Linked DNA regions of Triticum aestivum: region 2 is linked to region 1. The links are chromatin contacts, called in public Hi-C maps. All regions are on one chromosome and are shown on one strand. Each heading gives the region's core, a stretch centred on a gene start, on an enhancer-like site or on the middle of the called end of the contact. The rest is flanking DNA. Distances are from core to core; before and after follow the strand shown. Region 1 holds the start of LOC123165791 (probable homogentisate phytyltransferase 1, chloroplastic). Region 2 holds the start of LOC123167976 (adenine nucleotide transporter BT1, chloroplastic/mitochondrial).

Region 1 (6,148 bases), core at 1,161-3,660:
ACGCTTCCGCTTTCGCTCTAAGAGGGTACGTGGACACACTCTCCCCTCTCGTTGCTATGCATCACCATGATCTTGCGTGTGCGTAGGAATTTTTTTGAAATTACTACGTTCCCCAACAGGAAGTGCCTCAAAAAATGCCAAACTTCGTATTGGAAGAGCATATGACAAAGCAATTGGAAGTTATTGTGTCAAACCCATACATCTCTTGTCAGCGGCTGATCCCTTTTCAGAAATGACGCAGCAGGCAATGTTTGAATTTGGGCGCTGTAATCTTTGAATTTGAACCTTGCAATATTTATGGTATTTGTTATATTGAACCATTTCTGTTCTCTTGTCTCAACGCAAACAATTCATCTGGGTGAACCACATGTCGTACATCGCACACACCTTGATCTGGCTGACCGTTTCTTTTGTGTTGCCTAATCACAAACAGTTCATCCGAGTGAACCGTATGATGTACATCGCACACGCCTTCATCAGGATGCCAGGTTCTTTTGTTCCACCTCATCGCAAACGGTTCATTGGACTGAACCGTATGCCCTGGATTGCACACGCAACTAAAATCTGAACCGTGTTTGATGCATCCTCCATTGCAAACGTTTTGCACCTTTTTGACGTTTTTTTACATCCCCGTTTGTGATTAATGCATCGCACACAGTTTCATGAAAGGGTCTTTGATCGTAGTGTCGCGTTAGCAGCATCCTGTAGTAGTGAACAACTTTATTATTGCCTCTAGGGCATATTTCCTTCATAAACCTCTCCACATGGGCTATGACATATGCTTTGCTATGGTACTAGAAGGGAATGCACACTTTGTCGCGCCGTTACTCCCTGTCGCTTTTTCTAATAGAAACTCAACACTGGATGACACTACTTTCTTAAGACCCCCTTGGAGGGAAAGTGAAAATGTTGGGAAACGTAGTAGAAAAGAAAAACAAACCCTAGGAATCAACTCCCAAGATCACTATAAAGATGTCGATGAGATCGGATCAGATCATTACCAACTAGAGTGCAACGGAAGTAGAGTTGGTGTGGATTGTTGGTCCGCGACTAGGTTATATTCCTCTCAGCCATGGGAATTTATCCCTCGAACTAATTTGTAGATCGAGCACCGAAAGTACAGTGCATCTGCCGGTATCCACACATACGGAAGTAGTAGTTCAACAGAGCTTCACCATCTAGAATGAAAGATCCACCGAGAAAACTAGAGAGGAGAGAACGGGTTGCATAGGCAATGAGGGAAGGGGCAACCGTGGCTTGTGTGTGTTTGGTGTGCCCCTCCCACCTATATATAGGTGGAGGCCCAAGAGGTTTGCCGACCTAGGGAGGAGGAGTCCTCCCTGGATTGGCCACTCCAGTAGTCTCCCCAAGCTGCCTTGATCCATATGAACTCTTTGGTCCAACTGCCTTGGGCCCTTGGTGGCACCTTATCCCCCAAGGTGACGTGGCTTTGACCCACTAAGAACCTTCTATAACCTTCCAGATCTCTCTGAAAGCCTGCAGGACCTTTCAGGCACTTCTGTGACATTAGCGAACATTCTAGGAACTCCTAGAACACTTTCGGAGTCATCCCAAACACTTTCGGAACCCATTATCATACTCTCATTTATCTCATTGTATTCTAACAAACCACTAAATGTTAAGTATGTGACCCTGAAGGTTCAGTAAAGTGTAGACATGACCCGGAACTACCTTTTCATTCAATGGTCAATAGCCGAACCGTGGACATCCGTATTGACCCCTACGCCCACATGAATTAATACCGAGATGAACATGTTGTTCCGGTGTGCTATTCCCTTTGTTTCGTGATACTTTACAAAACCCGAGGTGAGACTTATTGGTATCCACATGAATCAACTTTTGATCACCATACCAAGTAATCCTCGTTACCGGTTTTGTTCTCTTTGCTCGCCTCTGTATTCCGCCATCCCCGTGAATATGTCACGTTGTGTCTGGCCAAACGATGATTAATATCGTAATACTGAGAGGGCCCTAAAAATATCTCTCCATCGTCGGAGGAGAAAACCTCGGTCTTGAGCTATGAAGTCCCTTGGCATGCATTTTTGATGCACTTGATAGTTGCCCTTATGATCACCTTGTTACGAGTAACGTTGACGAGCCCCAAAACACACCATCCGGTATGAATGTAGTTGATACTTTCATGGTCTAAAAATTGTGCATAACTGGACATCATTTGAGACACCCGGATGTGGGTGCTCACATTCTTAAATCTCAGGGCTAATTCATCAGGGCAAGCCAAACGGGCTGCTAGCTTTTGTGCGAATCTTCTCTGCAAGACACCTGTCACCGCTGACAAGGCTACCCACGATGCACCACGTGTTAACCTCGCTGTCAAGGTCAATTATATATACATACGCTCGGAAAAAGGGAAATGGCTCAACAGTCCAACGATTTGGACTTTGCGTCGCACGACTCTTTGGGGCTCTCCACCACCACTCCCTCCCTCCGTCCCCCGCCCGCTCTCCGTCTCACTGCCCACTCCCCACCCGCGCGCCGCCGCGGCGATGGACTCGCTCCGCCTCCGGCCGTCCTCGCTCCGCTCCGCGCCCGGCGCCGCCGCCGCCGCCCGCCGGCGAGGTGAGTGCCTCGACTCCCCCGTCCCCTACCCCTCCGCATGATTGGTGTACCGGTGATTGGCGCCTTTCAGTTAGTACTACTAGCTTTGACTAGATGCTGGCGCTGACGAATGGATGTAGTTAAGCGGGAGCAAGTGCGAGCTGACCTTACCGGATTCGGGGAGCAAAAGCGATGCCGGGGAGTGCGGTTCGTTGGGATGGGATAGGAGTGTTCTCCTAGTACGCCGCCCTTTTCCGGAATAGGAGTAGTAAGCCGAAAGGGGTCAGTGTTTTGTCACTGGTAATCGATCGGAAAAGTCGTGTCAAAGTGTTTCTACTCGCTAGCTCGGTTTTGCGGCGGATCAGGGCCGACGAAATGGATGTACTGGTAGGCGTAAATGAACCTGTAGACGACTTGAAGTAGTTTGACCATTCGGTACTTTTGTTAATAGCTTAATACTGTATTTTTTGGGGGAAATACAGCGGTTTCTTTGGCCACCTGGTACTTTTGTTCATGGTGAGTGGAGGGGACGCATGTTTTTCTGTGTGGTGAATTTTTAGCATGTACCAGGAGGATAGGTGGTGAATGGGGAAGAGATTTATGGTGCGATTTTAAGTGACATGTTTTTAACTTGTTATTAAGGTTAGTAGATAACCTGTCTGTTTTTGTTGGAATGATTTTGTCATGCTGTGTGCAAGGGCTGTGAAGTAGTGGTATCAAGGTAATGCTGGGGCGTTTCTAGTTTCAGTTGAGCAAGTGTTCGATTATGTCAGACACGAACGTATGCGCTGATGTATTCCTGATATGTTCGTACTAGTTTCATGCACAGTTCCTCTGCTATTGTACTACTTTATGCTCAGATATTTTTCGCTTGTGTAAAATTCATTGCGGTCTGTAATCAAAAAGCAGTTGTACAGTTGTACTACAACAAGTCTAGCGAGCGTTTCTGTGTTATCAGGTGCTTCCCATCTTCTTTCGGCGTGCATAACGGGCTGACCTTATGGAAATGAAGTAGGCAAAATGTAAAAAAATAATATCATTATCTTCTTGGCTGATCCTATTCAGTAGTGAAAGGACTAAGCAAACAATATATTTTCCAATCTCTGAGTTCACATATTGTCACATGCCTTGCATTATGGATGAAGTTCTTCAATCTTTGTTTCCTGAGTGCTTGACGTAGTTTTGAAATGCTGATTTTCCAGATCATATTCTACCATCATTCTGTTCCATCCAACGAAATGGTGAAGGGCGAGTTTCTTTGTCCATCCAAGCGTCCAAAGGCCCTACTGTTGACCGTTGTAAAAAATTCTTGGATTGGAAATATTCTAACTATAGGATAGCACATCAATCGCTAAATACTTCTGCAAATGCTGGTCAATCACTACAGCCTGAAACTGAAGCACACGATTCTGCAAGCATCTGGAAGCCAATATCATCTTCTCTGGATGCGTTTTACAGGTTTTCTCGGCCACATACCATCATAGGAACAGTTAAGTCATGTTGATGTTGTTTCATTTACATGAATCAAGAGCGTATAAGATCTCTTAATGAAGCTAATATGCTTGGGCTGTGGCGTGCTTTTACTCTCTCTGGATCTAAGAGAAAAATTCTTGTTTAGGCAGGCACTAAGCATAGTCTCAGTTTCCCTACTAGCTGTCGAGAGCTTATCTGACATTTCTCCCTTGTTCCTCACTGGTTTGCTGGAGGTACAACTTTGAGCAGCACTTTTCTTCTACAGTGATGGAGTTGTATAAAAAATGATGCACTTTTGCTCCCATGTAGGCAGTGGTGGCCGCTCTTTTTATGAACATCTATATTGTTGGATTGAATCAGTTGTTCGACATTGAAATAGACAAGGTATTGTAGATTCATTGCAGTCTAAACTCTAAAATGTTTTGGTTCTGACTTTATAGTGCTGCTTTCTATTATATCTGTTTTGAACTTCTGTGGAACCTAATGTTGTTGACTTGCCAGGTTAACAAGCCAACTCTTCCACTAGCATCTGGGGAATACTCTCCTGCAATGGGAGTTGCAATAGTGTCAGTATTTGCTGCTATGGTAACGTCTTTTTAGACATTTATTACTGCTATGGTAACTATGTTTATTTGTCTGGAAAGAGATTTGGAAGTCTTATAGCTTATTTTGACATTTCCTTTCGATGTATTACTTAAGCATTTATCTTCTATATTACTCTTTGTAACTAATGATACTCCCAGACAATGAAATTAAGTAGCACAGTAAGAAACAAGTTCCTGCATAGGGACTTCTGAACTTTGATGGATATACGTGGTTGAGCACCTGCACTTAACAACACTTCCATTTCTCTTAAATCTAGTGAGGGTGTACATTATTGTCGCAGTTCTCCCGCTTCTATTTACTAGTTACACGGCAGTGAATAAAATCTATTCCATTCATTTGTAGTTGTGATAATCTTGGAAGAATAATTTGATAGTTGATTTACTTGGGCTCTTTGCTGTCAGTCTGTCAGACTAACAGGAGCGTTGCTATTTGAACTGCAGAGCTTTGGCCTTGGATGGGTTGTTGGATCACCACCTCTGTTTTGGGCTCTTTTTATCAGCTTTGTTCTTGGAACTGCTTATTCAGTCAATGTAAGAGCTTATGTCTTTATGATCATCAACTCAGCACATATGACATGAGGTTCCCGTATATTCATATTTTCTGTGATTGTGTTGTTACCTACTCCCTCCGTTCACTATTATAAGATGTTTTGGATATTTCAATATGGACTACATACAGATTGAAATGAGTGAACAAACACACTAAAACGCGTCTGTATACATCCGAATCAGAAAAAAGCTAGAACATCTGATAATAGTGAATGGAGGGAGTATTCTGCTGTAATACAAAGCTTTAGAAGGACTAATATAGTAATAATAATCTACTTTTGAATGCTACTATAATCTAAGTGAAATGCTTATACCAGCCTTATTTTTTTTACATTCACAAGGGCCTGAAAGATGTGGATAACTGACATGCGTGGAAACCACCTATGAGACTATACCTGATCTGCACTTTTAATGGGCTAACATGTTACAGTGGAGCACCTTGCTCTGCACTCTGCAGAACACTCAAATCTGATGGTATAAATGGGCCCCAAAACGTTTTGGGGCTGGCATGTGGCAGAGCCCAAAATTGACAGATAAAAATCACAGTGATATATGGAAATATTTGATGTGAAAGCATTTCGTCCATTAGTTCATATTCCTGCATAATTATCTGGAATATCATGGTATTTGGTGTGATCTGTTGATACCCATTATTACCTAAGTAAACAGAGCTGACATTCCCATTTTTGTATTCTACAGCTGCCGTACTTTCGATGGAAGAGATTTGCTGTTGTTGCAGCACTCTGCATATTAGGAGTGCGTGCGGTGATTGTTCAACTGGCATTTTTTCTCCACATTCAGGTAAGTCTTCTTCGGATGATTTATTTGAAAACAAAAGCAAATTATAGTAAGACATAATGTTCTGTTTGCAACTGTAATTACACTTCGATGTGGCTTGTTCTATGAACATCACATGGTAACTGCTACATATGATTTATGCTGTG
Region 2 (6,148 bases), core at 2,096-4,595, 140 kb before region 1:
CTCCATCCTGCAGCGATGGACACGCTGCTGATTGCGGCGGCCAACCGAAGATCTTTGTGAGGGTTCCTCTCTCCAGATCCAGTGGCTGACTTTGGCGGGGAGATGCAAACTATGGGCGACGACTTCTCGTGGAGGGATGGTTGTGCAGCCGTGGCGGTCACACATCACATGTAGCTGTTGGGATCGCGAAAAAGTGGTGGCGACAACACATGAGTGGCGTCGATGGTGGTGCTACTCAAGCACCCGGTCTCAAAACTCCAGGGTGAAAGCCCAGGTCTGACCCGTGTTAGTTATACCTGCCAATGGCAATGTTTTTACGTCCTTACCTTGTTGAAGGCATTGCTCGGATATACTTGGATTGGTTCTTCAAGGTGAAAAATCTACATTCTGGCATTGGTTAGTTGGATCCGGGGACGGCGGCGATTCTCCTACTGCATAAAAAGGAAGTGAAGTCAAGATTGAGACTGGCTCATAACATCCAGAGTCAGAATCATAGGGGGTGGATAATATACATTTTATATGTAGAAAAACAGAGTTAAAGTACCAAGCATTTCGGATAAAAAAAAGTGACGAAGCATAGGAGTTCTCCAATGTAGATATAGTTGCTTCACAATAATGCAGCTAACTAAACATAATTGCTTGAGAAACTTGAGAAAAGGCAAAATAGAATCGCTTTTGAAATAGAGAAAAAAAAACCATGCACTAGTGGGTTTAACTTTAAGGTTACGATGGTGTATGTATAAAGCAACAGCAAGAAAAGACAAAGGGTTCATCTTTGCCACGGTTCAGTACAACTCACACAAATGATTGCCTGCTTTGCTATAGTTCAGTACAACTGTAAAAAGTAACAAAGAAACACACACGGGACTATAGTTAGGCAAGACTGAAAATGAGTTTGTAGTATAATGCTGTTTGGGAACTTGCTGAGCCAGCTACAAAAACACACAGGACGTACAGGCTCCACACAAGGGTCCAATTCCAGAATCAACATAGACATCAAGTCCAGGATTGTTTTACATAGACATCAAGTCCAGAATCGTCTTATCCAACACTTGAGCATGCCACACTCTTTTTTTTAAGAACTGCATGCCACATACATATCATTTCAAAAGATGAGCAATATATTTAAGGAGCAGTCATCCTTTTCTAGCACCCCATATCTACATATCAAGAAATCACTAACCACTCGTCAGAAAATTCGATTCACATGTGACAATTGCTTGGTTAACATAACATCCTCTTTTAAGAGTGACTTGTGCAATGTTCTGTTAAACACCAGGCAATGCATACAATGATTCACCAATCTATCACTAAGCTCATACCAGATGGGCAAATTCCAACAAGATCTCGCACTTGTGCCTAGCAAAGCCCCAATCATCTTGACAATAGCAAGCTATCTTCTCGTCCTGATAATTGGCATAGTCCTGACGAAATCGATTCCATTAGCATCCAAGAAATGATCTCAGAGCAGAGCAAGAGCAGGGCATATACCAAATCATCATCCACAGAGGAGGCAGTTCTGTGAGAGGCCATGGCCTCTGGGGAAGGAAACGAACGGTGCAGCCACCGTGAAGGGGGAGCCAGGCAGAGATGGCGGCGGGCGGTGGGAGTGCCGGTAGGGAGGAGGAGAGTTCAGCGCGTCTCCCTCCTTGTGCTCGGTGGCCGTCGACGGCGAGGAAAAGTTGTTGGCAACTTGGCATGATCTTCAAGTCCCATCACTGTAGTTGACCTGGCACTTGGAGCAATACTTGCCATTGACTCCATCCTTCCCTGGTAAGTGCAGAAAGAAGTGTAAGATATTACATGCAGGAGCACCTAAGAGTTAGCTTGTCATGAGAGCTGTAGCACAATGAACTCCAAAAAATCAACAATGCCATGCTAAAGTAGCAAACAAAGAAAATGTCTAATGCATTGGCATTCAGATGTACTAAGAAAAAGAGAGTTACAATAATGCTGCTAATAAAAAATATTCGTGAGTACAGCAGAATGTAGTTGGCATGGCATCATGGAATTATGAGCATAATTGGTTTGATGCCAACAATTGGCATTGCCAATATTTGGCAAGCCAACATTTGGCAAAATCAAAAGTTGCCAAATGTTGGCAACTTTTTTGTGAGGTTGAGAAGAAAAGTTGATAGCCAACCAATCACTAGCCAACATTTGGCATTTGCCAAATATTGGCATACCAACTTTTGGCATCGAACCAATCATGCTCTATGTGATGACACATAGCACCAAAATGCTAAATCTGTAGGAATGTAGTGCCACTTTTTTGCACCTGAATAAGGAAGACCAAGGCAGGATCAACCAAAGCAGACATTGAATACATATGCAGGTTGAAGAAAATGAAGTAGAAACAAACATCTATGTTTCAGCAGCTGGCAAACATGCCACTTCCCCGTTACAAGCAGGAGATATAGCCCTTCAGGTTGCTGCAGAAATAATTTCCAAATTCAGATGCAAGCAGGCCATTTTTCTGGTGGATAATCTGACCCCAGCCAAAGCAGCAGTGTCAAGAAATATTTTTCTTTCCCCTGGGCATTGGGGTGATGAGAAACCAGCTAGCAAATTTCTTTGCTACAACAGCGAACATCCGTATACAAATTCATGACATACCAAGGAAGGAACCTTAACTCTGTGGCTCACAACTGTGCTTCAGAAGTAAGTAGATCAGACAAGGCGGTGAGCAAAAATACGGCATGTTGTAGCTTAGCACATACAGGTGATCAGTGTCCTATGCTTTCAAAGCTAGGCAACCTAGATGTTAAGGATTGCCAAATCCTGAATGTAAAATGTGTTTGATAATGAACATAAGGCGCCGCCTCTTGTCCAAAATAAAAGGAAGGCCAACGAGCTAATACATTTGGTTCATCACTAAACCAAAACCACCACCGTATTAGTTTTGATGGAAATGCTGAAGAAACAGAGCAGACAGGGCATTCTCACAAATCAGTGTGGCGCGTATTGCAAGTGTTAATGGATCTCGGTCATGCGCTTAGACCAACGAGCACTTCATGTTCAGGCACTTGGAACAGGTAGATACAATTACTTTGCTCAGGCCATAGATTGTTCATATTTCTCTACACCTAATTGCTTGAATATGCATGTAGTCTAAGCCAAATACAACAGTTCAGTTATTATTTTTCCCACGCCAGCTGAGAGATCACCACATTTTGCTCGGATCAGATAGGACATCTCACACGATCGATGTAAAGTGGACGATGGATTAGAACCAAAATACATACACAGTGAAAAGACAAGGTTGTAACATTCAAAAGGATGGGTACCTGAAGGCTGGAGCCCTCTTCTCCGGCGTCGGCGGATGCCGGATCTGGCGCCCGGTGTGGGGAGGGGGCGGGGATGGAGTGGTCTGTCCGCTGGACGTCGGAGCACCGTGGAGACACTGATCTCCCGAGGTCGCAGCCGGAGCACACGGCCGGCGAGGCCCGCCGCCGGAGCCCCGAATTAAGCCCCTCCCTGCCTCTGCTCGTGCTCGTTTTGTTCCGAACTGGGGGGCAGCACACATTTGGGGAAACGTTACAGCAGCTATTCTGTACTTCTTTGGGGTGGTTTTTGCAAGTTTCGAAGGGCATTGAATCCTGTCCCTATATTACGCATCTAACGGCTGGGCCGCGCATGGTGCAGCCGGCCGGAGCACCCTATCCTTGCGAGCACGGGCGCTCCCGACCAGAGTCCTCCCCGAGCGCGACAGCTAGGGTTCCTAGCCACCGCCGGCCCGCCGCCACTACTTCCGGGCCGAGGCCTCCGCCGCCCCGCTGCCGGCTCAGGAGCCCCACCAGCAGCGCCTCCCTCCCTGGACCAGCCGCCGCCGCCGCCGCCGCCCTGAGCTACTCCGGCGACCAGTCCATAGGCAGGTAGCCGCCACTCCTTCGCCCTTCCCTTCCTCCTCCCCGCTCCTTCCTCCCCCCTCGTTCCTCCCTCTTCCCTCATCCCCCCTCCCTCCTCCCTCTTGCATCCTCTCTTTGCTCAAAAGAAAACTTTCTTTCTTGATTTTTTTTATTGGATGAGTACCTGCTGTAGATTTGATATTATGAGAATATGTTTATGATCATTTCTTGATGATTACTTGCTGTATGATTTTCCAGTGCATGTTCCAAAGTTTACATGATTTGATATTGTTTAGGTAGTGCGTTGGTGGTGTCGAACTTTTTGGAGTGAGTGGCTAAGAATATGCTCTTTGTTGCGACCGTCAGTGCAGGGCGGCCGTCCACCACTGATTGTGCGTTTGCAGTCTGAGGCCGGCCAAGACGTTTACCCACCCATGGCGGGAACGATGATGGCCGTGACGGCCAAGAGCAAGAACTGCACGCTGGCCTCGGAGAAGAAACACGGGTGGGCTATCCCGCAGCTTCCGGAGCTCCGGTTCCCTTGGGATATGCAAGAAGACAACAAGGCCTTCTCGTTAAGCTTGCTGCATGACTCTGCCTCCCCTCACGGCGGGCTGTTTGCTAGCGTTGGTCTCAAAGTGTCGACGCCTGCTCCGGCAGTGTCAACCAGCCCGGCGGAGCAGGAGTTCAAGATCCCTTTTGCTGATCACTGCATAAAGTTTGTCTCGTCGGCAGTCGGGTTTCCAGTTGTTGGGGCCGTGGATGGGTCTGTGGAGGAGGAGGTGGTGGTGGATGGTAAGATTATTAGGAAGAAGGCCAAGAAGCGGGGGCTGAAACTGAAAATTAAGATTGGGAACCCGCATTTGAGGCGGCTGGTTAGTGGAGCTATTGCGGGGGCGGTCTCGAGGACTTGTGTGGCGCCGTTGGAGACAATTAGGACACACCTGATGGTTGGGAGCAATGGGGATTCAATGACAGAAGTGTTTCAGACAATTATGAAGACAGAGGGGTGGACAGGGCTGTTCCGTGGGAATTTTGTGAATGTCATCCGTGTTGCTCCAAGCAAGGCGATTGAGGTAACTTTCCATTTATGCTACTTGGCAATTCCCAATAGACCTTGTTGCTAAAATGTATCTTGTGATGTAACCAATGCCTGTTGTATTGCTGATGCTATTGAGGTTCTCTGCTGGTTAACCAATTTACTATAGGGTGTCAACTTCAATTTCACTTGTGGTCGTGTGGTATGGTATAGTTTTCAACACTTCAATTTGATGTTAATTGTGTAGCACACTTACAACAACCTTCAGTTTGCTGATAGATGCAGCAAAATTAATGTGGGAGGAGGGCCATAACAATAATGGGGCACCATTACTTTTTAGTCAATGTTATATAGCACCCAGGCTGCTATTAGTGAAGTAGGTGTAACTGTATATGCGATTTGTAAACACAGTTCCTGGAAAGGAGTTTGGGTTCACTTAACGGTGAGTTGATGCCCTGATGGTGTCCTACATTTGATTACAATTGAGTCTTATCTTTCATATGATCAAGGGTCTGTCCTCTAGTATTAGTATATGTTGGTCCTGACACTCTTAACAGAGTCAGACTGTGGACACTTATAGTGTGTATTTAGACCTTTATTTGTTTAGATTTACACTACCTCTACTCCCTGATTTGAATGATTGGCTGAACTGCCACTGCTTGCTTACTTATATCTTGTCTTCTGATATTATACTCTAGATGACAAAACATTAATGCAATTTCACTGTACAAACTTGCTTTGACTGTTGGTATAGAAGTACGATGGGTGGTTATGATTATCAGACTGCATAATTATATGTTACACTGACTTTTTTTGGGTGCATGCTACACTCAAATTGGTTGCGAGTCTCTAGGTTCAGTTCCTTTTATGCTTATGAATTTCAGTATGGGGACCTAAAATTTGTTATTAGTGATCAAACAGTTTGTTGTTTATCTCTAAGACATACTAACAATATTTTAATTTGATTGATCTCTTTGCATCCAAATGCAGCTATTTGCTTTTGATACAGCCAAAAAATTCCTGACTCCAAAGGCTGATGAATCCTCTAAGACTCCCTTTCCTCCATCACTTGTCGCGGGGGCACTTGCAGGTGTCAGCTCAACACTCTGCACATATCCTCTGGAACTGATCAAGACCCGTCTGACTATAGAGGTGGATACAACTCTTTGTCAACAATGTGTAAGAGTGATATTTCTTTGAGTACCTCGCCTCACGTGTACTTGTTTCTGCAGAAAGATGTATATGACAACTTTCTCCATTG

What was found. A called contact is a pair of places that touch in the nucleus more often than the background predicts.
Region 2: a contact with region 1 is called in a Hi-C map of leaf, with 2.5 times the contacts expected there. The contact joins the promoter of LOC123167976 here to the promoter of LOC123165791 in region 1. A contact is called at or near these places in 2 of 5 Hi-C or Micro-C datasets (both in leaf).

What each region holds. Positions count from the first base shown.
Region 1 is chr7D:595,207,298-595,213,445 of IWGSC CS RefSeq v2.1, reverse strand. It overlaps LOC123165791 (probable homogentisate phytyltransferase 1, chloroplastic), which reads left to right and starts at 2,410. Exons shown (of 12, transcript XM_044583524.1): 1 at 2,410-2,598; 2 at 3,780-4,066; 3 at 4,200-4,283; 4 at 4,360-4,434; 5 at 4,552-4,635; 6 at 5,097-5,186; 7 at 5,904-6,005. The coding sequence starts at 2,526.
Region 2 is chr7D:595,349,710-595,355,857 of IWGSC CS RefSeq v2.1, reverse strand. It overlaps LOC123167976 (adenine nucleotide transporter BT1, chloroplastic/mitochondrial), which reads left to right and starts at 3,345. Exons shown (of 4, transcript XM_044585836.1): 1 at 3,345-3,871; 2 at 4,215-4,924; 3 at 5,878-6,039; 4 at 6,120-6,148. The coding sequence starts at 3,361. LOC123167979 (a long non-coding RNA gene) reads right to left here and starts at 3,512. Exons shown (of 3, transcript XR_006484171.1): 1 at 3,288-3,512; 2 at 1,492-1,770; 3 at 834-1,424.